6 separate regions of the Mus musculus genome follow, and regions 1, 2, 3, 5 and 6 are each linked to region 4. Evidence: chromatin contacts called from public promoter capture Hi-C data. All regions are on one chromosome and are shown on one strand. Each heading gives the region's core, a stretch centred on a gene start, on an enhancer-like site or on the middle of the called end of the contact. The rest is flanking DNA. Distances are from core to core; before and after follow the strand shown. Region 1 holds the start of Rnf10 (ring finger protein 10). Region 2 holds the start of Pxn (paxillin). Region 3 holds the start of Triap1 (TP53 regulated inhibitor of apoptosis 1). Region 4 holds the start of Ssh1 (slingshot protein phosphatase 1). Region 5 holds the start of Cit (citron). Region 6 holds the start of Rab35 (RAB35, member RAS oncogene family).

Region 1 (4,516 bases), core at 625-3,124, 1.3 Mb before region 4:
TCCAGTGCTGGGGTATACAATCCTCTCTTCTGGTATCTAGAGACACATGGCACAGACATACTAGCTGGTAAAACATGTGTAAACACAAAAATAAAATAACAACCAAAAAACTGAAAAATTATAGTTCCTTTTTAAAAATGGATTTATTTATTTTATATATGTGAGTACACTGTAGCTATCTTCAGACACACCAGAAGAGGGCAGTGGATCACCTTACAGATGGTTGTGAGCCACCATGTTTGTGATTTGGAATTGAGTTTAGGACCTCTGGAAAAGCATTCAGTGCTCTTAACCTCCGAGCCATCTCTCTAGCAAACCCCTCCCCCCCAAGTTATAGTTCTATGGATCTCCATGTCATTTTAAACTGATTCCTTCCATACTAAATAATATCTCATATACTATATGATAATAAGGAACCAAATAAGAGTCTGACTCCTGCTTTTTTCATTTTTCTTTCTTTCTTTTTTTCTTTTCTTTTCTTTCTTTTTTGCCCTGCCTCTGCCTCCCAAGTGCTGGGATTAAAGGTGTGCGCCACCACTGCCTGGCTTGGCCCGCACATTCTTGTTCCTTTCCCATTTATGATACTGAGGATCAAATCAGAACTTTGCCCATGCAAGGGCCCTGTGACTACACTACACTGTCTGCTTTTATTCTTTTTCTCTCTTATAAGGAACATGGTCTCACTATGTAGCACATGCTAGCCTTACACTCTGCACTTCCTGTCTCTGTTTATTTATTTATTTTTTTGAGACAAGGTTTTTCTGTGTAGCCCCAGCTGACCTGAAACTTGCTCTGTAGACCAGGCTGGCCTTGAACTCAGAGATCCACCTGCATCTGCCTCCTGAGTGCTGAGATTAAAGATGTGCACCACTGGCATCCGTCTTCTGTCTCTGCTTCTTGAGTATTAGTGATACAGGCATGAGCCACTCTAGTTCTCCTACATACACGATTGCTAAAATTCCACTCATCGGCTAGATGAGGTAGTAGCTTAGAGGTAGAAAACTAGATTGTGAGCATGGAGCTCTGGATTTGATCCCTAACAGCCCCCCCCCCCCAAATTCCATTCGTCCTGTGTGTGTCACATGACACAGCATTTCTAAGAAGTCCTCTTTTATCCCTCTCAAGCTGGGATGCTTTTCTATTGAAACGTGTTTGATTAGCATCTCCTTACTTAACTGTACTATGTTGTTTCTCTTTGTTGGTGTTTCGAATGTTGCTTCTTACCGATCTTTATATATGAATGTGGCATGCATACGTGTATGAAAAATCTTACACGTATGCACAGGTGTACATGGAGTTCTGAGGCTGCCATTGAGTGTTTTCCTCCAAGACTCTCCACATTCTTCACAGAATGGCTAGGTAGACTCACCATTTGAGCTAGTCTGGCTAGCCAGTTTGTTCTGGGAATTTCCAGATCTCTTGTCTCCGGTGCACCGGAATTGCAGGTGGGCCATCACACTCCACTTGGTTTTCTAAAAAATTTTGTGTATGGGTGTTTTGTCTATATGAGTATGTCTGTATACCACGTGTTTGCTTGGTATTGTAGGAGGCCAGACACCCACACATCTTTTTTTTAAAAAAAGAAAAAAATCCAAGCACTGGCGAGGAATATCTGTGAATTGGAAGCCAGACTGTTGCACACAAAGAGTTCAGGTCCCGTTAGGACTACAAAATGAAACATTGTCTCAAAAAGAAGGAACCCGCTAGGGAGGCGGGAAGGAAAAGAAACCTCGAACAGGGAAGAGAGAAAAAAAGCATTGGCAGGCACAAGCGGTCCCTCCCCTAGGACCCGGATGTAGGTAAAAGACTACACTTCCCAGAATGCACCACGCCCGCCTGGCAACTATATAAATAGTCCATCCGGGTTCTTGGAGATGCTGTTTGGCGACTCGTCGCCATTCCCGGAGCAGCTCGGCCTCGGCCCAGAGGCGAGTGTCGGTCGCTGTGTCGGAGACCCCGGTCCCCGGCACCGAGACAGCCAGCCCTCTCTCCTGCCCCGCGGCGGGAGAGCGTGTCCGGCCGGCCGGCGGGGCTCGCGACCCTCCCGCGCCTCCCTTTCCCCCGCAGCCTCTGCCCCGCCAGGCCCGGCCCGGACCTCCGAGCCCCGGCCTCCTCCTCCTCCTCCTCCTCGTCCTCGTCCTCCTCTTCGGTCACCGCCGCCTCTGGGCCCCACAACCCCACCTTGCCGCTTCTCCTTCCATTTTGAGAAGCTGAGGAAGGAAACAAGGAAAAATGTCGCCATGAAGGCCGAGAACCGCTGCCGCCGCCGACCCCCGCCGGCCCTGAACGCCATGAGCCTGGGTCCCCGCCGCGCCCGCTCCGCTCCGACCGCCGTCGCCGCCGAGGCCCCCTTTGATGCCGCAGAGCTCCCCCAGCGCCGCCGCCACCGCCTCCGACATGGACAAGAACAGCGGCTCCAACAGCTCCTCCGCCTCCTCGGGCAGCAGCAAAGGGCAACAGCCGCCCCGCTCCGCCTCGGCGGGGCCGGCCGGCGAGTCTAAACCCAAGAGTGGTAAGAGCCGGCGGGTCTGCCGGGTCACTTGGGGGAGGAGGGACAAACGACCCACCTTCCGCTTGCACTGACATCCAGTATTTACGGTTAAGCCGATCTGCGCTGCGTGGTTAATTTGGGCCCTTGCATTCATATTCAAAACAGCTGGCTGAAGTAGGCGCTATTCTTAGCCCCATTTTGCAGATGAGGGATCTGAGATTTTGGAAAGGGTTAAGGTCATCCAGGTGGCAAGCACCTCACAGAAGGCCTCAAGACCTGGCTTTGTGTGACTCACCGTCGGTCCAGGCTCTAAAACAATTGACTTTGTTTTCTCTTCTAGTGTCGGATTAGCTTTGGGTGGCATTCAAGTTTGAATAAGAGAGGGTGAGGCCCGAGGATTTTCAGACTTAAATCTGGCACCGGGTCTGCTCCTCTGTTTAAGAGGACTCATGTTGGGATGGCGTTGCTCGGCGTGATAGTAAAGCATGCAGACCCTGCATTCAGTTCATTTAGGTTCAGTCCTTGAGTTTGCTAATACACACTATTAAGTAAATGGGCTAAGCGCTTAGAGTACTTGACAACTTTTTGCCTAAATATTATGCCTGTTTGTGTGCGGTAGGTTATATGGGCTTGGCTTTCATGGTGTGTGTGTGTGTGTGTGTGTGTGTGTGTGTGAGAGAGAGAGTGATGTGTGTAGTCAGGCTTCTTAGTATTACTATAACATAATAATAATGATATTATTATAATAATATAATAATACTACTTACTGATTATGCACAAAGCACACGGGTAGGCTTTTAGGTGTGATAGCACTACTCTAATCGTTTAACCTGTCTAGCCAGGAGTTATTCCACCGCAGAGAATAAACTAGGCTGTGGATTAGGAGATGGCAGAATCCCGAGTCCAGCATTCTCCATCTTGTGTCAGAGCTGTGTACAAATCTCTTTTAAACTTTTACCATGTTGGCAGTATTTTTGAGATAGTAATTTTTTTTTCAATCAGTCTTTTGGTTTTTCGAGACAAGTTTCTCTTTGCATCCTTGCCTGTCCTGAAACTCACTCTATAGACCAGGCTGGCCTTGAACTCAGAGATCCACCTGCCTCTGCTTCTCAAGCACCTCCAAAATCTCAGACACAGCCAAGTTTCAGATTGTGGTTTAATTACAATGTTTCTCCTTCTCTTTCCTCCCTCCAAAGCTTCCTGTGTAACCTTCCGCTAATCTCCTTCATGTCCTTCTTTCACACATCTGTATGCATGTGCATATACATGTCAGCAAGCATGTGTATGAGTTCTATGCATATCCACCAGTGAACCTGAGCGTGGGGAGGAGCCTAGGAACCTGAACCCTACACAAAGAACTCCAGGAGACTTAGTAACACTGGGAGTGGGAGAGGGGGTCTCCTGGAAGAGCACACCCCGTAGTTTTCCAGTGCCAAACATCACTGGATGTATTTAGTGCAAAGATGTATGTGCAAGTAACTTTGTTTGGATTCCGCAGTGTGTTTTTGTGAGAGAGAGCATGTGTGACAGATGGGGAGCTTTGAGCTGACAGTCTAAGATTCAAAGAGCTGGACGGTATGGGTCAGTGGTAGAGACCTTGCCTAGAATATGCAAGGCCCTGGGTTTGATCCTTAGCATCCCCCCACCCCCCTCAAATTAAAGAGCAAAAAAAAAAAAAAAAAGCACTAAAATTATAAGGCTTACTGACTGAGAGTTTATCTGTAGGGTATGACAAACTCCATTACCAGGTCTACCTGAGGATGTGTAGAAGTTGCCTGTGTAACTTGGGTAGGGACCAGTTTTCGCTGTGATGTACCAGTGCTTTACTGTCTAAGCAGGTGTTAGTGTAACTCGCCTCTGAACCGTATAAACTGATTCTGGAGTTTTGCACATGTGTAGTTTTATTGTAAATCTTGGCTGTTGTTGGAGAGAGGTCTGAGGGTTTCTCAGAGTAATGGATGACTTCAGCCTTGCTTGTAGAGGTAATGCTAAGCTTTGGTTCTCCAAGAGTTCTCAACTTAAATT
Region 2 (4,832 bases), core at 1,035-3,534, 1.5 Mb before region 4:
GCCTGGGCTGAGAAGCAAATTCCTCTCCAGTCCTGCACATCCATCCTTACCCCCACCCCGCCCTGGGCTCTGGTCAGCCAGGCGGAACGGCCCCCTGAGAGCCCAGACTAAGGAGGCAGTGTAGCTCGGATGGAGCAACTGGAGAGTCTAGAGAAGGCAGCAGAAGTCACAGGTGGCAGCCACCACCCCTTGCCACCCCTCCTGCCAGCACCAGCTCACCCCCTTCCCCGGAAGGAATGTATACAGGAGCTGCCCAGGGACCAGCTTCTAGGCACAGACTTCATTCGTTTCTGGGCTGTGCAACCTTGGGTCAGAGACTCAGCCTCTCTTGGTCTCTTGTTAAATAGAGGTAGTGTTGGTGGCCATGGCCTCAGGGTGATCTTACAGAAAGGACAGGACAAATCCAGGCATGGGTAAGAACTCCACAGACAGCCCATTTCAATCCCTACGGTCCCCGTCTGCCAGAAAGCACTCTTTCCTTTCAAAGACAACTCAGTGTGCTGGCCCTAAATGGAAGACAGTCAGAAGCCGGGAATTCCGAGCTCTGCGGACACTACAAAGACTTCCTCAGTCCTTCAAACAGCACGGGGACTGTCCAGAAGCAACAGGGCCCTCAACCAGCCTGTGAGGTGCTGTGACTAGATTCCCCTCGTCCCCACCGGGGGAACCCCTTACACATTCAGATACCTACTCAAAAGCTCATCACCCCGGCCTCCTTTCGAAAGCTCAGGTATTTTTATGTGGAAGAATAAAAATTAAAAATACCTGCCTGGAAGCTACGCCAACCTTGAGTGCATCGGGAACGGACGTGCCAAGCCTGACCCAAAAGCATAGCTATGCCTGGCAGACAGCCCACTCCGTGAACCAAGCAGGACCCAACACCATCCCAGCCTCCAGGATGTTACACCAGCTCCCTGATCCCACAAGGAAACTGTAGCCAGTTTTAAAAATGACCAGTCTTAACTTGGTACCCTGTGTTGCCTGAGAGGTCCCTCAGTCTTATCTAGTGAATCTGCTCCTCAGAGCCAGGGACACGGATGGCACCAGCGGTCATACAAGCCACCCACAGTCCAGAGAGTGAAGACAAGGCTCCTACAGAGAAGGGACTTTATCCCACACACACCTCCTCAGCTGAGGGGCCCTCCGGGGAGGGGAAGACAGGGGCTCCTTCACGCTGGGATTCACTGGGCATTCCTAGAAGCCTTGAATCAACCCCCTTGGGTTTAAAATCCACTTCCAGGAGAGTCTTTCCTTTCCTCTGTCCTAACAGCAGACCAAGTGTGGGCTGAAAAGAATGGCCTCTGGGCTCCAATAACACGAGGACAGTTAAAACTCTGTTCTGGGTGTCCTGTCCTCTTTACCTGTGGGGTTTCCAGCAGCTCTGATGCTGGGGGTGGGGGACCTTGCCAGCCAGGACACGTTCAGAGATGGCCGTAGCCTGCGGCCCATTCCCCTTCTCATTCCTCTGGCATGTCACCAGGGTCTGGGAACGGTGGGTGAGAGGCGGGAGTCATAAGCCACCACCCCCCCAAACTTGCCTTTCTAAGTTTAAACTTGATCTTGTAATACAGGGTGACCAGACTTGAAACGGTGTGTGGTGGGGGTTGGGGGGGGGTGTATATGCAGTACCCCCGGGGACACTTGTCATTAGAATGGGGGTGTGGTCCTCACAAGCTTTTCTGTGGGCTGTGATAGGAAATGGGTGGGCTCTCTCGAAAGGGGCTATATCCCTGAAACGGGGTGGGGGGTCTGGGGGCAGTGTGCAAAGTGGAAGGTGGCCTGGAGGGAACAGAGGGGGGTCATAGAAGAAACAGCCTCTGAGACCGAGTCCCATAGGCAGACGCTCTGAGGTGGGGGTGGGGAAGCCAAGTGAGGGTCTCCTGCAAGCCAAGGAGGTCTGCCCCGGGAGCGGGGCGCCTCTCCCAGAGGTGGGTCCCTGAACACCCAGTACGGGATCGAGGTCCTCAGGCGCCGCAGCGAAGAGCGGCCAGCACAGCCCCGGGCCGTAGGCACCGCAGCCCAGCCGGGCGCTAGGGTGGGATCGGCGGCCGCCGGGCCCCGGCCGCTCCGCCCTCCGTCTCCCGCACTCACCGAGGTCGTCCATGGCTGGTCCTCAGACGCCAGTCCCCGGCTCGATGTCGCCCTCGCTGCCCGTCTCCGGGCTGCTCCTCGCCGCCCCGCAACTTTTCCGCGTCCAGCCTCGGCCCGGAACGGAACCCGCTGCCGCGCTGCCTCCTCCTCCACCACCGCCGCCGCCGCCGGCGCGCGCGCCCGCGACAGGATAGCCCCGCCCCCGCGTGCACGCTGGCCACGCCCCGCCTCCGACCCCCCACCCCCCCAGCACGCCCAATCCCGCAGGGGGCGAAAGCTGGGCGTGGTCGTGGCGCCCCCTGGCGGCTGGACAGGCTGGTGGCGTCTATAGGCCATGAACCTCTGCGTTCAGTCTGACCCGACCTTCTGGCAGACTAGTCACTCAAGAGAGTCGGTGGCAGATTTGTCACTCAAGAGAGTCGGATTTGTCCACCTGTCCCTGTAGGTCACCTCCCAGGAGGATTAAATCGGCTTGCCTGGAGCCTTTGGACTGATGGCAGTGCTAGTCATCCCAGAATAATATCCCAGATGTAGTTTTTGTGAAACAGGGTCTCTCTCTCTCTCTCTGTCTCTCTGTCTCTCTCTCTCAGGGTCTCTCTCTCTCTGTCTCTCTCTCTCTCTCTGTCTCTCTCTTTGGTTTTTCTTTTTTTTTTTTTTTAAAGTATTCATTTGAATTAATGTTGAAACAATTCATGGTTTTTTTTTTTAAAGATTTATTTATTTATTACATGTAAGTACACTGTAGCTGTCTTCAGAAGAGGGCGTCATATCTCGTTACAGATGGTTGCGAGCCACCATGTGGTTACTGGGATTTGAACTCTGGACCTTCGGAAGAGCAGTCGGGTGCTCTTACCCACTGAGCCATCTCACCAGCCCTCTCTTTGGTTTTTCGAGACAGGGTTTCTCTGTGTAGCCCTGGCTGTCCTGGAATTCACTCTATAGACCAGGCTGGCCTCAGAAATCCGCCTGCCTCTGCCTCCTGAGTGCTGGGATTAAAGGCATGCACCACCACTGCCCGGAGAAACAGGGTCTCTTTGTACCTCCAGCCAGGCTGGAACCTGAGACCTTTGTCCTGACTGGTAACATCAGCAGTGGCTGCGACCAACTCTGGCCCCAGATCCAGTACTTTAGAGCTTATGAAACCTTTCATTTTACCCCTTTCCCTGCTTCCCCCTTCCTAGAGACTGCCAAAATTCTGCACAAGGTAGATTTACCCCACATTACAGCAAAGCAAAAACTACCAAAACTTCATTCCCGGATCCTGGCAGATTTGCCCAGGGGACTCAGAAACTGGATGATAAAAGCCTGGTGTAGTAGCTCAGGACTATAATCTCAGCTAGTTGGGAGATGCAGGCAGGTCTTCAAATTCAAGATTACACTGGACTAGAGAAAGAGTAAGGACTAAACTGGGCAATTTATAGGAAGACCTGTCTCAAATTTTAAATTTTTTGAAAACTTTTAAAAATAAATACACACACACACACACACACAAACTGAGTGTGGTGGCACAAGACTATAATCCCAGAATTTAGTAGGCAGAGGCAAGTTTATCAGGAGTTCAAAGTTGTCCTTAACACCACACAGTCAGTTCAGTTCAAAGCCAGCCAGGGCTACATAAGACCCTGTCTCAAAACATACATACATACATACATACATACTTCAAGACCAGCCCAACAAGTAACATAGGACTTAAATCCCCACCCTTAGGAAGTGGAAGCAGGAGAATAAGAAATTCAAGGCCATCCTTAGCTAAATATTGATTATGAAACTACCCTGGGCTATATAAGACTCTATCTAAAATCATTGACAAATAAAAATGTAAACTGTTGGCCAGGCATGGTGGCACATACATTTAATTCTAGCACCCAGGAGGTAGAAGCAGGTAGATCTCTGTGAGTTCCAGGACAACCAGAATTACGTAATAGAAAAACCCGTCTCAAAAAACAACACAACAGCCGGGCAGTGGTAGTGCATCCCTTTAATCCCAGCATTTGGGAGGCAGAGGGAGGTGGATTTCTGAGTTCAAGGCCAGCCTGGTCTACAGAGTGAGTTCCCAGACAGGCAGGGCTATACAGAAAAACCCTGTCTTGAAAACCAAAAGAAGAAAAAAAAATGTTTTTTGTCTCAGTGACAAAGCACCTGCTTAAAGTGCCTGAAGCCCTGGATTTAGTCTGCAGTACTCCCATCCCTAATAGTAGAAAGTGTACACTGTGGTGGTTTGAATGAGATTGGCCCCACAGGCTCATATATTTGAACACTCGGTTCCCCAGCCTGTGGATCTGTTTGGGAAGGACTGGGAGGTGTGGTCTTTGCTGGAGGAGGTGTGTCACTAGGAAGCAAGCTTTGAAGTTTCAAAAGCGCCACTCCATTCCCACTCTCTGTCTGCTTCCTTTTCATAGATCAAGACCTAAACTTTTAGTTTACGGCTCCCGCGCCAGGCCCGACTGCCTGCTGCCTGACTCCCCCCACTTGGTGATCATGGGCATTGCCCTTGGGAACAGCAAGCTTCCAATGAACTGCTCTATTAACACAGCCTGGCTTGTGGTGTTTTGTCACAGCAATTGAAAAGGTAACTAAGACAAGTGATTTGTAAAATAAAAATAAAGAAGAGAGGCTGGAGAGATGGCTCAGCAGTTAAGAGCACTGACTGCTCTTCTGAAGGTCCTGAGTTCAAATCCCAGCAACCACGTGGTGGCTCATAACCATCTGTAATGAGATCTGATGCTCTCTTGTGGTGCCTC
Region 3 (4,422 bases), core at 28-2,527, 1.3 Mb before region 4:
GGTCTCATTCTGTAACCCTGGCTATTCTGGGACCCACACACCCTGCCTGCCTCTGAATCCTAGGATTAAAAGTGAGTACGGCTTAGTCCTGTTTTAACAAAACAGTGCCACTGTACAGACTGTAATGTAAGTCCTGTGTGGTATGAACACCTGCTCTTGGGAGGTGAGGCCTGAAGGTCAGTTCAGGTGCCTATCTCTATCTTAGTGACAGTGTTCACTCCGAATCGGCTCTGTGACCTTGAGTTACCATCCCTGTCTGAGAACTGACTAAAGGTAGCTTCTGGAATGGAGAGGTAGTTTTAGGTTAAGTTTGAAGTGCTGGTCTGAAATCAAATCTTACTGGCTACAACAGGTAATTGGCGGAGGAAAACAGAGCAATGAAAAGATCGCAACAAAACAGGCGACCTCTGCAATGCCTTACCTTAGGTCTAGAAAACTGTGAACACCATCCACTCCTAATAACAATGAAATGACGCACCACCAAAATAAGCAAGGTCATCAGACTCTAGTTCCTTTGAACCATTCACTTCCTATTTCTGACTGCTAGTTTTTCCATGTGTAAAATATAGATAATAGAAAAAAATAGATAGATAGATAGATAGATAATAGAACGCCTTGTCACCAAGACTAGTGACCTGAACTTTATTCCCAGAACCCATATAAATGTGAAAGGAGTAATCTGACTCCCGGAAGTTGTCTCCACCCTTATTGCAGACGCGAACACATTTTTTTTTTTTTTTCTGGAGACCGGGTTTTTCTGTATATCCCTGGCTGTCCTGGAACTCACTCTGTAGACCAGGCTGGCCCCGAGCTCAGAGATCCGCCTGCCCCTGCCTCCCGTGCGCTAGGACATTAAAGGTGTGCGCCACCTCCGCCCGGCCACGCCAATTTTTTAAAGATACGGATGATAGCTACTTGCACGTTTGGAATGAATCCCAAATAAATGAGCAATAACAACAAAATACTAATGTACTCTGTATAAAGCAAAGTACCGCAAAGGCATCCCGGTGTGTCAAGTGGAGACAGCCTGGCGGTTTCGGGGGATGGCCGAGGAGGGCAGGCTGCTGCGGCGAGGCCGGGCGAGACTCACCTGCACGCACTGCTGGTAGCGTTTGAAGAGGTCGGTGCACGGGTCCCCGGAGCCGTCCCCTTTGAGGAACTTCTCAGCAAACCAGCGGTTGAAGCACTGGTCGTACTCGCGCTTCATGTCAGTGCAAGCCTCCCCGACGCTGTTCATGGCGGTGATGGCAGCTGCGGTGACGGCGACGCATTCTGATGTCGTCACACACCCCCTCACCCCCACCCCGCGCGCGCGCCGCCCTACCGTCTGTCCCTACGGGGGCCGAGAAGCAAAAGAAATGTGGTCACGGGCCGCGAGTGTGCGATTTCGGGCCCCGCTGGACGCGGGCCGAAGCTTTGCTTCCAAAGCGAATCCACAGGGAAAGGTCCAGGCGGCGGGGCTGGGGACCCAGGCTCCACGTCTCGTCCCCCAGGGCAGCGGTCGCGTGTCCCCCGCGGTAATCGAGCATCTGGAGCGACTGGCGCTGGTGAACTTCGGCAGCCGCGAGGCGGTGGACCGGCTAGAGAAAGCCATCGCCTTTGCGGATCAGCTGCACGCCGTGGACACTGACGGTGTGGAGCCCCTAGAGTCGGTACTGGAGGACAGGTAAACTCCCGGCTGCGGTCTCGGACCTTTGAGGCTGTTTCAGGTCCTTTGCATAATTGGAAATTTGTCCAGTCTCCGCGAGGATGGCTTCACTCTTCCCCTAGTTCATTATTGATCCTGTCACTCTCGTTTACAACCCTCTAGTCTTCTCAGTCTCGATGTAAATAGGAACCAAGTCCGAGAATCCCTTACTTCAAAGAGCCCTTTACCCGCCCTCTCGGGGGTGCTGTCCCCTCAGTACCCTCCAGCCTAGACTGGCTTACAAACCAGGTTTATTTCCTTAAAGTGTTTTCACTTGCCTTCCTGAGCATCTGATTAAATATCTGAAGAAGTCAAACACTATTTATATGTATAACCTCAAGTCAGTTCATATGCTAATTACGAGATATCCAAATAACAAGTTATGGCTTTTTTTTTTTTTTTAAGACAGAATCTGGCTAAAATTTCGCGGAATGGCTTTGAACCCAAGGTTATCTTGCTGTGTTACCACCCATTGCATTGGTTTCATGAAGTCACTGAAATGCTTTGCAAAGTTTAAATCTTGTTAGTCTCCTGTCCTTCTCACCTTCGGGTCTTTGATCTGATGCTCAGATCCAGAGAGGTTAACACTATTTGCCTAATATTACCCAGTAATTCACATCAGATACCTGATGTCATTTTCCCACCCAAGATCTTCACGACACGTGCTCGTGGTCTTCAGGTCCTCAGGTCCTCGGCTGTCACAGCCCCTCCCCATCTCTCCAAGCTAACACTGTCAAGTTCTTTCAGCTTCTTGACTTCTCCCTCCCTGTTACTTTTTTCCCCACAATTTTCAGTCCTTGCTTTTTACCAGCTCCTTATCCCACCTACTTCTCCTCTCTTAAGTTGTCGACTGCCATTAATTCTTTTATTCCTTTATACAGTAAAAAATATATGGTTCTACTGGTATTCAAAAGCGCTGCTAATCACAGCATATCTACTTAAATGTTAGTTCTCTGCCTTCCCCCTTCTGTTTATCCAAATAGCATGAATCATGTTTGGATTTTTTTTTCTTTTGTCTAGCACTGAGTAAATACTTGGGAAATGCTCAAATAAACATCTCATTAATTTATTTGGGGGAGAGAATAGAATTAAAGAGCCAGCAGTGGTGGTGGTGGTAGTGGGTTCAGCGGGTAAGGGCAATTGCTACCAATTCTGATGATCTTAGTCTGCTCCTTAAGACCCACATGGTGGAGGCAGAAAATAGACTCTAACAAGTTTTCCTCTGACCTCCCCAGGCACACTATAGTACATACCTCTGCCACATACAAAATTTTAGAATTGTAATTTTTTTCAAGAGTCAGGATTTCCTGTCTTCTAGGAGAAACTAAAGAAATGCAGTTGCTACAAAGGGAGGAGTCAAAAACAAACAAACAAAAAAAAAAGACAAGAAGTATTTTTGTCATGGTGTGGATCAAATTTGAGCTTGTCATTCAGTGGCCTGAATTTCTTACCATAAATTATGTCGTTTTAGGTTAATGAACCCGACAAGTCATTTTAATATGACATTTATAGGACTTCAAAAAAATAGGCCTCATGAATCCCAGCATCTCAGGCCAGACTTGAATGTGCTTTTAATCTTTAAATGTATGTGCCTGCAAGTCTATGCCTATGTGTGCAGGAATCCACAGGTTGGAAGGGGGTGCCTGTGAGAGCTCCCAGAGCAGTTTCAGGAAGTGTGAACTTCCATGTTGGTACAAGGAACGAAACCCAGACCCTCTGTAATAGCTAAATGCTCTTAGCTCATGAGCCATCTCTTGAGCCCCTGACTTGTTTTTTGTTTGTTTGGAGACAGGGTTTCTCTGTGTAGCCCTGGCTGTCCTGGAACTCACTTTGTAGACCAGGCTGTCCTCGAACTCAGAAATCCGCCTGCCTCTGCCTCCCGAGTGCTGGGATTAAAGGTGTGCGCCACCACGCCTGGTGACTTGAGTGTTTTAAATGCTTGTCTGAACTCAAAACATCCTAGTGATCCATAGGTGATCAGCAGTCTTAGGCAACAGCCATGATTGCAGCCAAAGCCCCGACTGGCTAGTAGAAGTCTGTCTACACATTTACAATGTATTATTTGGGTTGATCTACAAAGCCTTAGTGTGGCAGTGCCTTGGGCTAGGAGTTTGTGTCCAGTTATCTTATACAACTTATATGACTTCTGAGGTAGAGTGCCAGTTTCATACAAGAAGCAGGCTTAGAATTTCACAAGAAAAGCCAGGACCTGGGACTCAACCCTGTAACTCTCAAGTAATGCTGTGACAGGCCATGTAGTAACTCCTAAATACCCCTTTTGCCGTCTTAGCAAATCCAGAGACCAGCTTCACTAACATCTCACTGCAGCCAAATACTTCAACACTTTATTAAAACAAAAACTAGATGGCTCTGTGGATAAAGGCACCTGCTGCCAAGCCTGATGATCGTAGCTCAAACCCCGAGTCCCACGTCACATGGTGGAAGGAGAGAACCGACTCCTCCAAGTTGTCCAGATCCCCATATATGCACTGTTGCGCGTGTGCACACACACACACAAATTTTAAAAACAAGTTTTTCTTTTTTAAAAAAAATTTTTTATTTTATGTAAGTACACTGTAACTGTCTTCAGACACACCAGAAGAGGGCATCGGATCCTGTTACAGATGGTTGTGAGCCACCATGTGGTTGCTGGGAATTGAACTCAGGACCTCTGGAAGAGCAGTCAGTGCTCTTAACCGCTGAGCCATCTCTCCAGCCTCATCAAGCCTTTTGCA
Region 4 (4,458 bases), core at 899-3,398:
GGCAATTAAGGTCTGATTAGCCTGCTCAGAGCTGGGGAGAGGGCACAATAGCCCATTACTAAAGGAAGTCAGGACAGGAACTCAAGCAAGGCAGGAACCTGGAGGCAGGGACTGATGCAGAGGCCATGGAGGGGTGCTGCTTACTGGCTTGCTCCCCATGGCTTGCTTAGCATGCTTTCTTATAGAACCCAGGACCTCCAGCCCAGGGGTAGAACCACCCACAATGGTTGGGCCCTCCTCCAAAAATCACTAATTAAGAAAATGCTCTACAAGCCCAGATTTTATGGAGGTATTTTCTCAATTGAGAAAATGCCCTCCTCTCCTCTGACTTTTGCTTATGTCAAGTTGATATAAAACTAATCAGTGCACCATCTCTAGGGGCTGTCTTCTCTGGGGATCCCCAAACATTCAAATGTGAGTCATAAGAAGACCATACAGGCTTCGAGACTGGGAAGTCTCAGAATCCTGAGCCTGATGCTCCCGGAGGGCTGAGAAGGTCGTCTCTGCTCTAATTGATGACATCCACAACTTTATGAGTTTAAAACTGACTCCGCAGAGATGTCTTGACCTCTGCAGGTGGTCAAACTGTGACATGCATATGTTCTCACACACACATACATACACACACTCATATGCACACATACTCACACATATATGTATACACATACATATACACACACTCATACACACATGCACACCCACACACATACACAGATATACACACACACACACACAAAGCTGGCATTCTGGAACACTCGTGATCATCTATCAGCCAAAGAATAGCTCCAAACAGAGGGGAGCCCTGCTGGGTATTGCCATTCAAAACCTGTCTTACTTAGTGCTGAAAAACTGTGGACCAAATTCACAGACAAAAAGTATACTCAGTCCTGTTTTGACATAGTTGCCTTCTGAAAATGCAGAGGATGCTTTGTGTCGACATAGGGGGCAGTTAATGGCGCCATTCTCAGATCTTTAAAAACCGAGACTCTTTGCACTTAGCAGGAGCGTCTGTTAAATACGAGCAACTGGAAACTTCCTTACATTGCGGGGTAACCCCACTGAAAATCCCCTTTAAGGGTTGGTTACATGGTACATAAAGGAGCCTTGCCACTAAGGCTAGTGACCTGAATTTGATTCATGCATGTATTCATACGCATATCACACACACACACAGATAATAATAAATAAAAATTTAAAAAGAAAGACAATCCTTATTTGAGGATGGAGACTGTTGATACCCTCAAGACGGTGGAAGAGGCAGGGAGGAGCCAGGTTTCCTCTCGGGCTTTGAGGATGATGGAGTGGGACTGGAGACTTGTGATTAGCAAGGCTTGGGTACCACAAGAGGTCCAGAGTAGGGGTCGGGGCTCTGTGAAAGAGAAGTTTCTATCAAGTTGCCCAGTACCGCCTTGCTGGGGTCCCTCACCCTGGCCCACTGGCAACCTTTCCAAAGCCAATGCAACGCGCCCGCTTATCCCCACTGCTGTCCCCGGGCAAGCTTCTGGCCGGCCCACAGTTCTCTCTCCCTCCGTGGGTTAGTCCAGCTCACGGAAATCCTGCCTCCTAGCAAGTACTACTCCTTCGAGAAGCCTTTCCTCTCGCCACCCACTAGTCTGCGTTTCTAGACACCAGAAGGAATTCGAAGATTAGATCAGCCCTTGGTGGTGCAGGCGTTGGAATCCAGGACCTTGAGTAGGCCGGCGGGACACCCTGCTACTGGGCTACACCCCAATCCTATGCAAAGCAACTCTGCAAGCGGATTTCACAGTCCCGGGGGTGGGGTGGGGTGGGGGGAGGCCCCGCACTTTGTATGAGCAGAGTAACTTTCCTTGAAAGAATAAACGAGTGAGTCTTTTACAAACTCTGGGCAGCTTTGCTCTGCTGGCCTTGCCTTCGGAGGCCTCAGTTTCCCTACGCTGCCCGCGAGTCTAGCGGCGGAGGAGGGGCCCAGGCCGGGCGGCTGCAGCCAGCGCGGGGGCGCGCGCGAGTGGACGTGACCGCGCGGCGGGGCCCGCCCCAGGCCGGTCACTGGCGCATGCGCATCACTGCCCGAGCGCTGCGGGCCCGGCGGACTCCGGAGCCGGGGAAGGGGGTGGGGGGTGGGGAGTTTGCGGGAGGGAGGAGGGAAGAGGGAGGGAGCGAGGGGCGGGCCCGGCGCGGCTGCCCGGCCGGCTGCTGGAGGCCCCGGGCCGGGCCCGCGCCGCGATGGCCTTGGTGACCCTTCAGCGCTCTCCCACGCCCAGCGCCGCGTCTTCCTCCGCAAGCAACAGCGAGGTGAGCCCGGCCGCACCCTCCCACAAGGTGTGAGGCGGAGGTGCGTCCGCCCTTGGGGTGCGGGCGTCCCCGCGTCCCGGTGACTGAGCATGCGCCGGGCTGGGGTCGCGGAGGTGGGGGGGCGGGGGGGGATGCTTCCAGATCGCAGGGCACCAGGAAAGGCTCTGGTCGGCTCTGGGCTGCAGGGTCTCGGGTTCCGCTCGGGGCCTGAGCTCATGCTGCTTAATCGGGGTAGATGGGGACCGGAGCGTCCGGGTCCTCAGGACGGCCTGCCCCAGGCTGTGCTACCCCAGCCGGGCTCATCCCACCCCCTTCCCCTGATGAGCTTAAGGCCTCGGAGTAAACCCCGGATGACCCAGCCGGCTGCAGGGGACGCCCCGCTGTGCTGGGCTAGCCCCGCAGGCCCAGGAAGTTGCCAGCTGGAATCTGGGCCCTCTCCCGGGGTTGTGTGTCTGCGTGAGACTTGGCTCAGCACCCCTGCGTGCCCGTGTTGGTGCGTTTTGGGCTCGTCTTGCGGGGACTGGCAGGCATCTTTGCAGAATGGCTGTGAGGTTAAGCCTCCAGGGCCCTTTCTGTCTGAGACTCTTTCATGAGTTTTATCTGCAGGCAGAAGGTTCTGGTTGCCTCCTCTTTGCACACAATTAGGCAGGGCAACTGAGAAGTTAGATTGTAGTAAGGCCTCTCTTCCCACACAGCTCGGTTCCCCTACAACAGTTTACAAAGTGCCTTTTATCTTGTGTTCTTCCTAGGAAACTACAGGAGCATAGGGAAGCAGGGAGGGGCAGTACAGGCCTTTGCAGCCGAAATTCTCTTCCTTCCTTCCTTCCTTCCTTCCTTCCTTCCTTCCTTCATCATGTAGTTGTGGCTGGCCCCCTGCCTCTGCGTCTCAGATGTTGTCAGTTCAGAAGAGCTTTCCACACCTGGCTCTCAGCCTGGATTTCTAGCCAACTTCCATAATGTTATGGGAATTTAACACTTGGTCGCTTCCAGTTCCTGTATTAGACACATTTTTAGGCTTTTAATCTTTTTTTTTTTAGTTGAGATGTAACTCACAGCCTGTGGCTTTACCTTTTGGAAGTATGTAAGTCAGCGTTAGTAGACACACCCGCTCAGCCACTCAGTCCCGAAGCTTCAGCGCCCCGCCCTTCTCAGTTACCGCTTGTCTTTGCTTCACCCCCACCCCGGGGCGTCCCCTACTTCTCTACATTTGCCTACGCTGTAGTTCATATAACAGGAAATATGCAGTGTTGCCTCTGTCTGGCTTCTCCCTCTAAGCGTGCTGGTCTCAAGGTTTGCCCATACTGGGTCTAATCATTTCTTTCCTTTCTATAAGAATTCATTGTATGGGGGGTAAATTTTTTTCAGGACACTGATTAGGACATTTTAAAAATCATTTTATTATTATTATTATTATTATTATTAATGTTATTTAGTACTAAATGTTTGAACCAGACCCTTGTGTGTGCCTGGCACTACGCACACTACCTACATTTTAAAAATTACATTAAGGTGTGTATGCATGTGTGTGCATGCGTTTGTCTCTCTGTCTGCTTCTGGGCATATGCAGGTGCCCACGGAGACCAGAAGAGGATGTTGGATCCTGTGGAGCTAGGCTTACAGGGGGCTTGTGAGCTGCAGGTTGTGGATCTGGGCATCTGCTTTTAGGTCCTCTGGAAGAGCAGCAAATGCTTTTAACTGCGGAGCTCTCTTCTGCAGCCCCCTTCCAGCCTCCATTTTAAATCATTATATGATGATCTCCCAATGACCAATTAACAGAAGAGAAAGCCCAGAAGAAAGCCAATGTTTAAAGTGTGAGGAGGCCCAGAGCCCTCTTGACTTTTACATCCTAGGAATGTGGAAGGTGGAGGCAGGAAACCCCTAGTACAGGCTGCATGGCCAGGCTAGTGAAATTAAGAATGGGCAAGGTGAGCGAGACCCTGACTCAATATGGAAGACAATGACATCGCCAGCAGCCACATACACACACACATGCACATGTGAACACATACCAGTCACACCTGCAAGTACACACAAACCCTAAAATCCCAGATGGCTTTTCTTTAACTTGAGCATGCCTTTGTCACCTGGGATGTTCCTGGGATGGCTAAGCTGCCTTCCCGATGTGCCCAGGTCAGGAGCAAGGCAGAGAGAGTAGACAGCAGGTGCTCCCTGTGCTGGGAGACT
Region 5 (4,352 bases), core at 1,788-4,287, 1.9 Mb before region 4:
ACTGGGCAGCATAAAAGAGCAGCTGCGTGTGAATCACTAGAGAAGCACAAAAGAACAGATTCTCTGGCCCCATTACCAACCTCCTGAATTAAACTCTTCTGGGTCGCAGCTTAAAACCGATTTTAACAAATTCCCCGCAAGGCTCAGTCAAGCTTGGGAACCTCGGAGCCTGCCCCTTTGGTTGCCTCTAACGCTGGAAGATGAGCCTCATATCTCCTCCTCTGTTCACCTGAGAGTTAACCCAAGTAGACGGGGGGCGGGGGGGGGTCCCAGAGACTCGAGGAAGCTTAGGCTCGGAGCACCCCATAGCACACTCAAAAGCCTCAGCTCTCCATAGTTCTCAAAATGCCCTTTCTTTCGGAAATGAAAAGACCAGAAAGTTAATAGCTTTTTTTCCCCCTCTCATTTGCTTTCTACATCCTTGCTTAGCAAAATAAAAAACTGGCAAAGCCTGGTGATTTGTGAGATTTCTGGGGCTCTGGAAGTCTGCCAAGCCCCAAAATACAAGTCCTGAGTAGGAGAGAGACACACCGACTGAGACCCAGTCTAAAGGACACACAGAAGCAGAAAACAAGCCAGCCACTGCATCCGACCTGCAGGGTGACAGCCCTGCATGGGAGCAGCACAGCAGGCTCGGCTGGCACGCTGAGTTGTACCTGGATTCTTTGTCACAACCCATCTCCTCTTGCAGGAGGCACCCATTGCTACCATCTGCATGTGGTTTATCCTCCTGGGGTCCACGTGCTGCAAGCTTGACCCCAGTGTCAAATCTGTGGTCGCTTTAAAAGGTGGGGGTGAGACATTGTAGGGGGTTATAACCTGGTCTTCAAGAAACAAAAATGCTTTTTTTAACCTCAGGAGCTGAGAGCCCGGGTGTTAGAAAGGTCTGGTCTCTTATTTCCTATCTGGCCCATGTGATCTCTGGGCATTTTCCCCTAGCCAGTGTGGCAACATTGTAACCAGTCCCCGAGCAGAGCCAAGTAGAAGCCATTGGTGTACTTGAGGGAGCAGAACTGTCACCTATGGAAACCTCTTTTGTTTATAAAAGCACACACCCTCTGGCGTGCTGTTATCGCAATATAAAACCAACTAAGGTCACTCCACATTAAAGAGGGATGGAAGGGAAATGTCCTGGCTGGTTTTCTACAGCTGTGAGGAACATCATGACCAAAAGCAAGCTGGGCGGGGAAGGGTTAATTTCAGTATACAAATTACAGTCCATGGTGAAGGCAAGTCAGAGTAGAACCGAACTAGAAAACTGTCTGGAAATACTTGCATGACATTGGTCCTTACAGAAGACGAAACTGTTAGGCCCGGAATGAGGAATGTAGGCGTGGTGTTTAATCTAAAGAGCAGGAGAGCTGCCAGGTGCGGAAGCTGGCCCAAGCCTTTAGCCCCAGGACTTGGGAGGCAGCCACAGGTGGAGCTCTGTGATTTGAAGGCCAACCTGGTCTACATATTGAGTGCTAGGTCAGCCAGAGCTACGTAATAGAAAAAAACTTGTCTCGAAAAGAAAAAAAGAAAAAGAGAGAGAACAGATATCCCTCGTATGGAATAAGATTATAAATTAGATTATTCTACACTGGGGCTGAAGAGATGGCTCAGGGGACCACAATCTGGATCCCAAGGCCCACACAGGCAGCTCACAAACACCTGTAATACCAGCTCCCACATCCAAAGGATCCAAAGCTAGTTTCTAGCCTCTCTGGGTACCCAGACACAAGACAGATGCAGACAGACAGGCCCGTGTGCGTGCACACACGCGCGCGCGCACACACACAAATACACCCTAGAGACAATTTTGGTTTCTTCCATTGAAAGAAGCAAAAGTTTAAAAGTGTGGAGTATGGGCTGGCGAGATGGCTCAGCGGGTAAGAGCACTGACTGCTCTTCCAGAGGTCCTAAGTTCAAATCCCAGCAACCACCTGTAATGAGATCTGATGCCCTCTTCTGGTGTGTCTTAAATCAGTTACAGTGTACTTACATATAATAATAAATAAATCTTAAAAAAAAAAAGTGTGGAGTATGAGAAATGAGGGGACTCCCCTGGGGCACGTCCAGCCACGTACGTAATCATCAGCACAGTGGCACCTCAGTCCAGCTCAGGCAGGACATGTAAAAGAACAAACAGGATTACCCTAAGAATACCAGTCTCTGTCCATAATACAACCAAAGACGGCTACCACAGCAGACACGGGTGTGCATCGCTGGCTGGCAGCTGCTTACCTGGAAGAAGAGATTTAGCCTGGAGGCCCGACTGGCAATGGGCTCGGAGGCACTGGCCTCCGGCGGGTTCCGCACACCATACTTGAACTTCAACATCTCTCCGCCAACGCCGAAGGAACACTGGGGAAAGTCAAGCGGGTACTGACATTGAAGGCAGGAAGGGCTTGGCAGAGTCGTGTCTCCCTAAAGAGATCAGGATGAGGAGGTGGCGACCAGCCTCCACGGCACATGGGGCACAGACACAGGAAGGCCAAAGGTACTCATACACATAAGGGATGGAAATAAATCATTTCCAAAAGAACTACCAGCCATTGGTGGACTAGCAGACTGCAGCCTAATAAATCTCCACTTTTCCATTCTACCAGCTCTTTTCCCCTAGAAAACCCTGACGAACACAAATATCTGATGTCGCGTAGCTACATAGACCTAACCTGTGAACCAAGCCCAAAGGGTTTGATCAGTGAGCCTTGAGGATTATCCCAGGGAAAGGAAGGTTCACTGCCCCTGGAGGGTACAGAGATCAATGATCCTGAGGAAGATCGGTTGCCTGACTGACCAGATAGGCTAGAGAGGGAGAAAGACACAAGAAGGAGGCGCTGGGTTAGGCACGGAATAGAATACAGAGCCCACTTTCCCACCCAAGGCCTCAGTCCAGCTCATAGAATGAAGACACAGGAACAGAGAGATTAAGTGAGGGAGATAAGATCACACAGAAAATGGGAAGCGCCATGGGCAAGAATGCAGGTAAAGCTTGCAGGGGACAGAGACTGGTCTACAGGGGAATGGGTCCTCTTTAAGGGGCCCTGAGGTCCTCCGGCAGCACACCCAGAGACACTAACAACAACTCCTGCCCCAGACCCCAGGCTTCCCCCAGGACACCCCAAGGACGAACCAGAGACACTGGGTTGAACCCATTGTCCCGCCCCCAGGGCTGCACCCACAGACCCCGGGCTACCCCCAGCACACCCATGCTGCAGCCGCAGCAGACCCTCAGGAGCCCCCTCCCCCCGCTATCCTGAGGCCTTGGGTGGGAAAGTGGGCTCTGTATGAACGGGGTCGACCAGGGAGACCTGGGAAAGGGGACTGCCCCCCGCCCAGAGCCTCTCCAATCCCCCAACAGACACACACACAAACTGGACTCACACTCCGCAGACCCCCGGCTTACATTCGCCCCGCTCCGCTCCGCCCTGAGTCTCCCGCCCCAACGTTTGAAGGAAACGACGTGGGCAGGTCTCGGCCGTGCCTCAACCAATCAGCGCTCGCCATCTACTGATGGACAGCGGGGGTCTCCACCAGGACCCGCCCAGATCTCGGAGGGCTAGAGGAAGTGAAATGGAAAAGCCAATCACATTGTCTCTTCCTTTGACTAGCGACCAATAGAAAGAGGGCAAAGGAATCCAGGCGGGGTTGGGCTGGGAAGTTTGAAATTGGCGGTTGGCAGGATGCTGTGTTTGGAGATGGGGTCCCCTGCGGAGTCTGCGGCGCTGTCCATTTCTGTCCGAGCTCCTGCGGGGAGCTCTGCCCGAACTGCCTGCCTCAGATAAGGATGCTAGGAAACAAACTCCAGCCCTCTGCAGGAATGCACTCAATTGAGCCATCGCCCACGCCTAACGTAGGCGCCGGGGTTACGTGGGGGGGAATCAGGAAGCTGTGCGGTACAGCTGAGGCAGAGGAGTAATCGGAACCCACTCCAGCCTGCCTGCCTTGTACCTTTGGGTTGAGCCGCAGCAAGATCGTGAGGTCTCACCACAAAGATATGTTCAAGTAAATTTAAGCCAGGATCACTAGACCGCCCCCTTCTCTCAATGAGAAAACCCAGTGGCCATCAGTGTGTGGAAAGTGCCCAGCCTCGTTAGCAATGTGGGGGAAGGTGTTTGTGAAGAGGCGGCGCTGTTTACATTCACACAAGGGTAGGGTGTAAACTGACCTGTGAAGGGGCAATCTCGAAAAAGGAGTGTAGTATTTGCTAACACTGAGTGAGGCTCTCTGCACTCTATGACTACTAGGAATAGCTTTTCTAAATTATGTAACCGTGAAACGCATTCTAGAGAGCGAGCTCGAAATAGTGTTGTCTAACGCAATGGCAAAAGCTGGGGCAATGGCTCTGCGACTCTTCCAGGGGATCT
Region 6 (4,310 bases), core at 288-2,787, 1.6 Mb before region 4:
TCTTCCACCAGATCCAAACCACCAACCACATCCCAACCCAGCTTCTCCCGTGAGACCAAAATCCACTTATTTCCATGTCCGTCTATGACAGCGTCAGCCAACAAGCCTATATCCTGAGTCTCAGGGGGGACACGGAGCTCTAGTTCCTTGACAATACACAGGCTCTACCACCAACTTGGCTGTCTCAAGTCACATGACCCTCTCTATCCCACACTCCAGTCTGATCTATAAACTTAGCTGCTCGCCAGCCTCCTTCCTAAAACATCACATATTCCTGGCACCTCAGCTAAGCTCCCCTAAACATCCTGGGCCTGCCTCCCTGAACTCACCATCACCCCACAGGACCTGGTCACCTGCCATACTCCAAACACCTCTAAAATGCTTCATCCTTGGCCAGAAACCAGTGTGACTCTCATTCACTGACCAAATGCATTTAAGCACTGGGTACCAGAAGCTGATCTATGAATCAGAGATGGCGCGGTACTGAAAGGTGTGTGGTGTGTGTGTGTTTGTGTACACAAAGCACTTAAAATATTGAATGAAGCACCCGGGTAAGAGAACAGCAAACACTGTCCACCTACTGTGTGCCAAACACTAGTCCCCTCATTAAGTGTGTGCTCACATCAGCCTTGGCAGGCAAATCTACCACTCCCATTCCACAGATGAGAACTGAACCTTGCTGAGACTTAGTAACAATTCTAAAGGAATGCGCTCATGGCTGTACCTGCCGCACCTCATCCAAGCGCACGGCAACCCGGAGACGGGTCCTGGAAATACCCCCATTTCACGGAGCGCTGAGTCTTCACAGGGCGACTCATGCTGCTAACACTGTGAGTTACTTAGAGGTTACTTTATGCCGGGTCAGGCGCTTTTCCCTACTTTCAGCTCACCGAATCATCCCACCGCTCAGCTTAACAAGTCCCCACTTCTCAGATGCAGGAACTGAGGCTCAAGGGAGGCGAGACAACTCGCCCAAGGTCACAGAGCGGCAAAAGCTTGCCTCCCCGGGACTCGAACCCGGCTCTCTCCAACTCCAGCGATCGCGCGACTTGACCAAGGTCACACGTGAGGCAGGAACGAGCGCCGGGGCCGTGCGTGCATCCCGCGCCCTCGGTGCCCCCCGCCCCGCCGAGGAGCCACCCCGGAGTCCCCTCGCTGCGGCCCCCCCGGGGCCTGCGACCCCGCCGAGCTCCGCGCCTCCCGCCCCGCGCGGGCCGCGCCTCCTCGCTCGCTCGCCCGCCCGCCCCGCTCGCCCGCCCGCCCCGAGGCCCCCGCGGGCCGCGCCCGGCAGGGCCCACACCGCCTCCGGCCCCTGCGGCCCTCACCGCTGTCGCCGATGATGAGCAGCTTGAAGAGGTGGTCGTAGTCCCGGGCCATGGCGGGCGGGGGCGGCGGGCGGGCGGGCGCGCGCGCGCGGGCGGGCAGGCGAGCTGGGCGGGCGGGGTCGGTCCTGGCCTCGCGATCCGCAGCTCCCTCCCGGCTGCTCCGGCAGCGGCGGATCCACTTCCCGAACAAACAGCCGGAACTGACAGAAACACCTCCCTCCGCTCCCCCACCTCCGCCTCCTCCTCCTCCTCCTCAGCAGCCGCCGCCGGTGCCGCCGCCTCCCTCCTTCCCGCCCCGCCCCGCCACTGCGCAGGCGCGGGGGCTGGAACCGCCTCTGCGCAGCCGCAGCCCCGGCCAGCCGCGCCCTCTCCGCGCACGCGCAGTGCGCTACGCTCGCCGGCCGAGGTCCGAGTGAGCTAGCGAGCGAGCGAGCGAGCGAGCGCCGTCGCTGCGGATCCCCGGGAGAACCGAACCGTTTAGCAGGGCCCGACGGAAGAGAGGTGACAACCGGCCGCAGGGCTGAAGCCTGGAGGTCAGCGCTGGGGAGGAAGTCGTCCCCCGAGCACCACGATCCCGGACGCCCGACCCCCTGGCGGAACGGGTAGCGGTTCCGGATTGGGATCCGTGGGGCGTATGCACCCTGCTCGCCAGCGCTTCTGCTCCTTCTGCCTCAGTTTTCCGGACGCAGCGCGGAGCCAGCCCCACGTTTTTTTCCAGTTGGAGCGGAAGCCCACCTGCCCGTCCCCGAGAGCTGTCGCTGCCATCGCCATCCTCCCTGCAGGTCTGCAGGGATTGCCCCATCCCTGTGGTTTTTTACTTTTTCCAGACAAGTTCTCAAGTATCCCAGGGTGGCTTCCTGACTCTCTCGAGTAGCCGAGGATAACCATATACTTCTGATCCCACCTGTACCTCCTGAGTCCTGTTTTAATGTGGTGCTGAGACTCGAACCCATGGCTTCGCAGATGCTAGGCAGACGCTTTTCGAGCTGAGCTCCACCCCCAGCCTCTTTGTCCCTGCTTCTTCTTGCCCTCCAGTGCTTTCCAGCCAAGCACCTGTTGGGGATACTGCCCACTCCTAATCTTTCCCCGTAAGAAGCAGTGCTAGTGTTTAAAACAAAACAACAACAAAATACAGACGCTTACTGAATTCAAAGTTGACATTAGTTTTCCTTTAAAGTTTCTTGGACAGCATGAAACACTTACTAGTCTAATGGATACATGTTTTCCCATACATTTCAGAGTATCTAAGCACCCATGTGCCTCTCGCAGTTCACCGGTATGCCGCCATCAATCATTTAACTGCCTCGTCACCACGTGGTACCCCCATCTGATGGTTGTACTATTCCTTAACAATTCCGCTGCTGGTAGATTTATGCAGTTCATAATTTTCTTGTTATTCAAGGTACTGCAGGTCCTTGAACAGCACACACAGTGTCTGATCTAGGCCTTGCTTGAACTCTTTATTTCCCTGAAGCAAGCCTGGTGATGTCAGATGAACACGAGCCTAGAATCATAAGATACTGGCTGAGGAGAGACGCTGGCTGTGTTGTGTTCTTGATTGAAAACTCCTGGGACTGGCCAGGTTCCTGCTATTCCTTTGATTGGCATTTTTTAAGAAACAGGGAAGGGGCTGAGGAATGGCTCAGCAGTTAAGAACACTGGCTGCTCCTCCGGAGGAACCTGGTTAAATCCTCAGCCCCTCCCACCCCCCATGGCGCCTTACCAGGATCTGTAACTCCAGTCTCAGAACTGATGTCACCCTCCGGCCTTGGCTGACACTTGAGACATGTGGTCTGTAGACTCAAACTAACATTCAGGTACATAACAGAAAAACCTCAAAACATTTTAGAGGGGCTGGAGAGATGGCTCAGCGGTTAAGAGCACTCTGGCTGCTCTTCCAGAGGTCCTGTGTTCAATTCCCAGCAACCACATGGTGGCTCACAACCATCTGTAATGGGGTCCGATGCCCTCTTCTGGTGTGTCTGAAGATAGAGACTGTACTCACATGCATAAAGTAAATAAATAAATCTTTAAAAAAAAAAAAAAAAAAAACATTTTAGAGGAGACAGATGGAAAGCAAGAAGTCTTAGGATTAGGGTAGACTTCAGATAAGCACTCCACGTCTCCCTGGCACCTAAAGCATCGGGTCAGGTCATCTTCATGCCTGCTCCTAGGTTGAAAAGATTGCAGTTTCAATGCCAGCTTTGAAATCCACCCCTGAATAGCTTCTGGATAGTCAAGGGGCCTCAGAGTCTGTTTCCTCAGAATACTGTAAATGTGAGGCTATGCATCGTCAGTCACAGGGACCAATGTTAGTCATTCTGCAAGGGCTCGCTCATCATCGAGCTGTTTCCTATAGGGGACTTCCCACAGTCCCAGAGCAGCAACCTGTCAACACAGGACTCTCTGGGGAGTGAAGCAGAACAGCTCTAGGGAGATGAGATTCCCAGTTCTGCCCCATCCATATGTCACCTGGAACCCAGTGGGTGTTAATTCCTGCCTTTATTCTGTAACTATGTAATGGCCTCTTACCATTTACTATACTATACTATACTGTACTGTACTGTACTATACTATACTGTACTATACTTCAGAGGACACAGACTGTCTCTGTTAGCAAGAGGGAAGGAGAAGAGTCCGTCACAAAGATTTCATGGTGACACCAGAACAGAGGCACACTTTGAATGTCAGCTGTATTCAGACAGCCGCTGTCACACCCTGTGAGAATCATCAATTTTGGCTTGGAGGGGGGAATTCCCTGAGGCCAGGGTATGCTTCTGGAATCCCAAAATGAGTCTCCCAGCAAACGCTCTGAAAACACTGTCTAATGTTTACCTGGCTGCAGTCAATGAAGAGTTCTTTCCAAAAACGCATGTGTCGTGTGTCGCGTGTGAACTGCTGCAGGCTGGTCAGGACAGCCCGCAGCTAGAGACCTTGTCCCCATGTCCCGGGCTACAGCTTATCTTCCTACCTTAGAGCTAACTC

The links. Promoter capture Hi-C pulls out the DNA fragments that hold promoters and counts their contacts.
Region 1: a contact with region 4 is called in a promoter capture Hi-C map of liver, with 3 times the contacts expected there. The contact joins the promoter of Rnf10 here to the promoter of Ssh1 in region 4. A contact is called at or near these places in 2 of 39 promoter capture datasets (erythroid cells and liver) and 1 of 115 datasets of contacts at active chromatin or transcription factors (pancreatic cancer cells).
Region 2: a contact with region 4 is called in a promoter capture Hi-C map of liver, with 4 times the contacts expected there. The contact joins the promoter of Pxn here to the promoter of Ssh1 in region 4. A contact is called at or near these places in 2 of 39 promoter capture datasets (the 3T3-L1 cell line and liver), 1 of 484 Hi-C or Micro-C datasets (myocytes) and 2 of 115 datasets of contacts at active chromatin or transcription factors (the NIH/3T3 cell line and pancreatic cancer cells).
Region 3: a promoter capture Hi-C map of liver shows a contact between it and region 4, with 3 times the contacts expected there. The contact joins the promoter of Triap1 here to the promoter of Ssh1 in region 4. A contact is called at or near these places in 2 of 39 promoter capture datasets (liver and pre-B cells).
Region 5: a promoter capture Hi-C map of pre-B cells shows a contact between it and region 4, with 2.8 times the contacts expected there. The contact joins the promoter of Cit here to the promoter of Ssh1 in region 4. A contact is called at or near these places in 2 of 39 promoter capture datasets (liver and pre-B cells).
Region 6: a contact with region 4 is called in a promoter capture Hi-C map of liver, with 4 times the contacts expected there. The contact joins the promoter of Rab35 here to the promoter of Ssh1 in region 4. A contact is called at or near these places in 3 of 39 promoter capture datasets (liver and pre-B cells).

The regions. Positions count from the first base shown.
Region 1 is chr5:115,270,253-115,274,768 of GRCm38.p6, reverse strand. Rnf10 (ring finger protein 10) reads left to right here and starts at 1,874. Exons shown (of 17, transcript NM_016698.2): 1 at 1,874-2,512. The coding sequence starts at 2,356.
Region 2 is chr5:115,504,128-115,508,959 of GRCm38.p6, reverse strand. It overlaps Pxn (paxillin), which reads right to left and starts at 2,284. Exons shown (of 12, transcript NM_133915.3): 1 at 2,092-2,284. The coding sequence starts at 2,104.
Region 3 is chr5:115,338,086-115,342,507 of GRCm38.p6, reverse strand. It overlaps Triap1 (TP53 regulated inhibitor of apoptosis 1), which reads right to left and starts at 1,277. Exons shown (of 2, transcript NM_026933.3): 1 at 1,091-1,277. The coding sequence starts at 1,237. It overlaps Gatc (glutamyl-tRNA(Gln) amidotransferase, subunit C), which reads left to right and starts at 1,347. Exons shown (of 3, transcript NM_029645.3): 1 at 1,347-1,666. The coding sequence starts at 1,359.
Region 4 is chr5:113,991,480-113,995,937 of GRCm38.p6, reverse strand. Ssh1 (slingshot protein phosphatase 1) reads left to right here and starts at 2,148. Exons shown (of 15, transcript NM_198109.5): 1 at 2,148-2,274. The coding sequence starts at 2,206. Gm52825 (a long non-coding RNA gene) reads right to left here. Exons shown (of 3, transcript XR_003955978.1): 3 at 3,704-4,458.
Region 5 is chr5:115,844,341-115,848,692 of GRCm38.p6, reverse strand. Cit (citron) reads right to left here and starts at 3,037. Exons shown (of 47, transcript NM_007708.3): 1 at 2,227-3,037. The coding sequence starts at 2,322.
Region 6 is chr5:115,629,214-115,633,523 of GRCm38.p6, reverse strand. Rab35 (RAB35, member RAS oncogene family) reads right to left here and starts at 1,537. Exons shown (of 6, transcript NM_198163.1): 1 at 1,326-1,537. The coding sequence starts at 1,377. It overlaps 1110006O24Rik (RIKEN cDNA 1110006O24 gene), which reads left to right and starts at 1,708. Exons shown (of 1, transcript NR_027810.1): 1 at 1,708-2,475.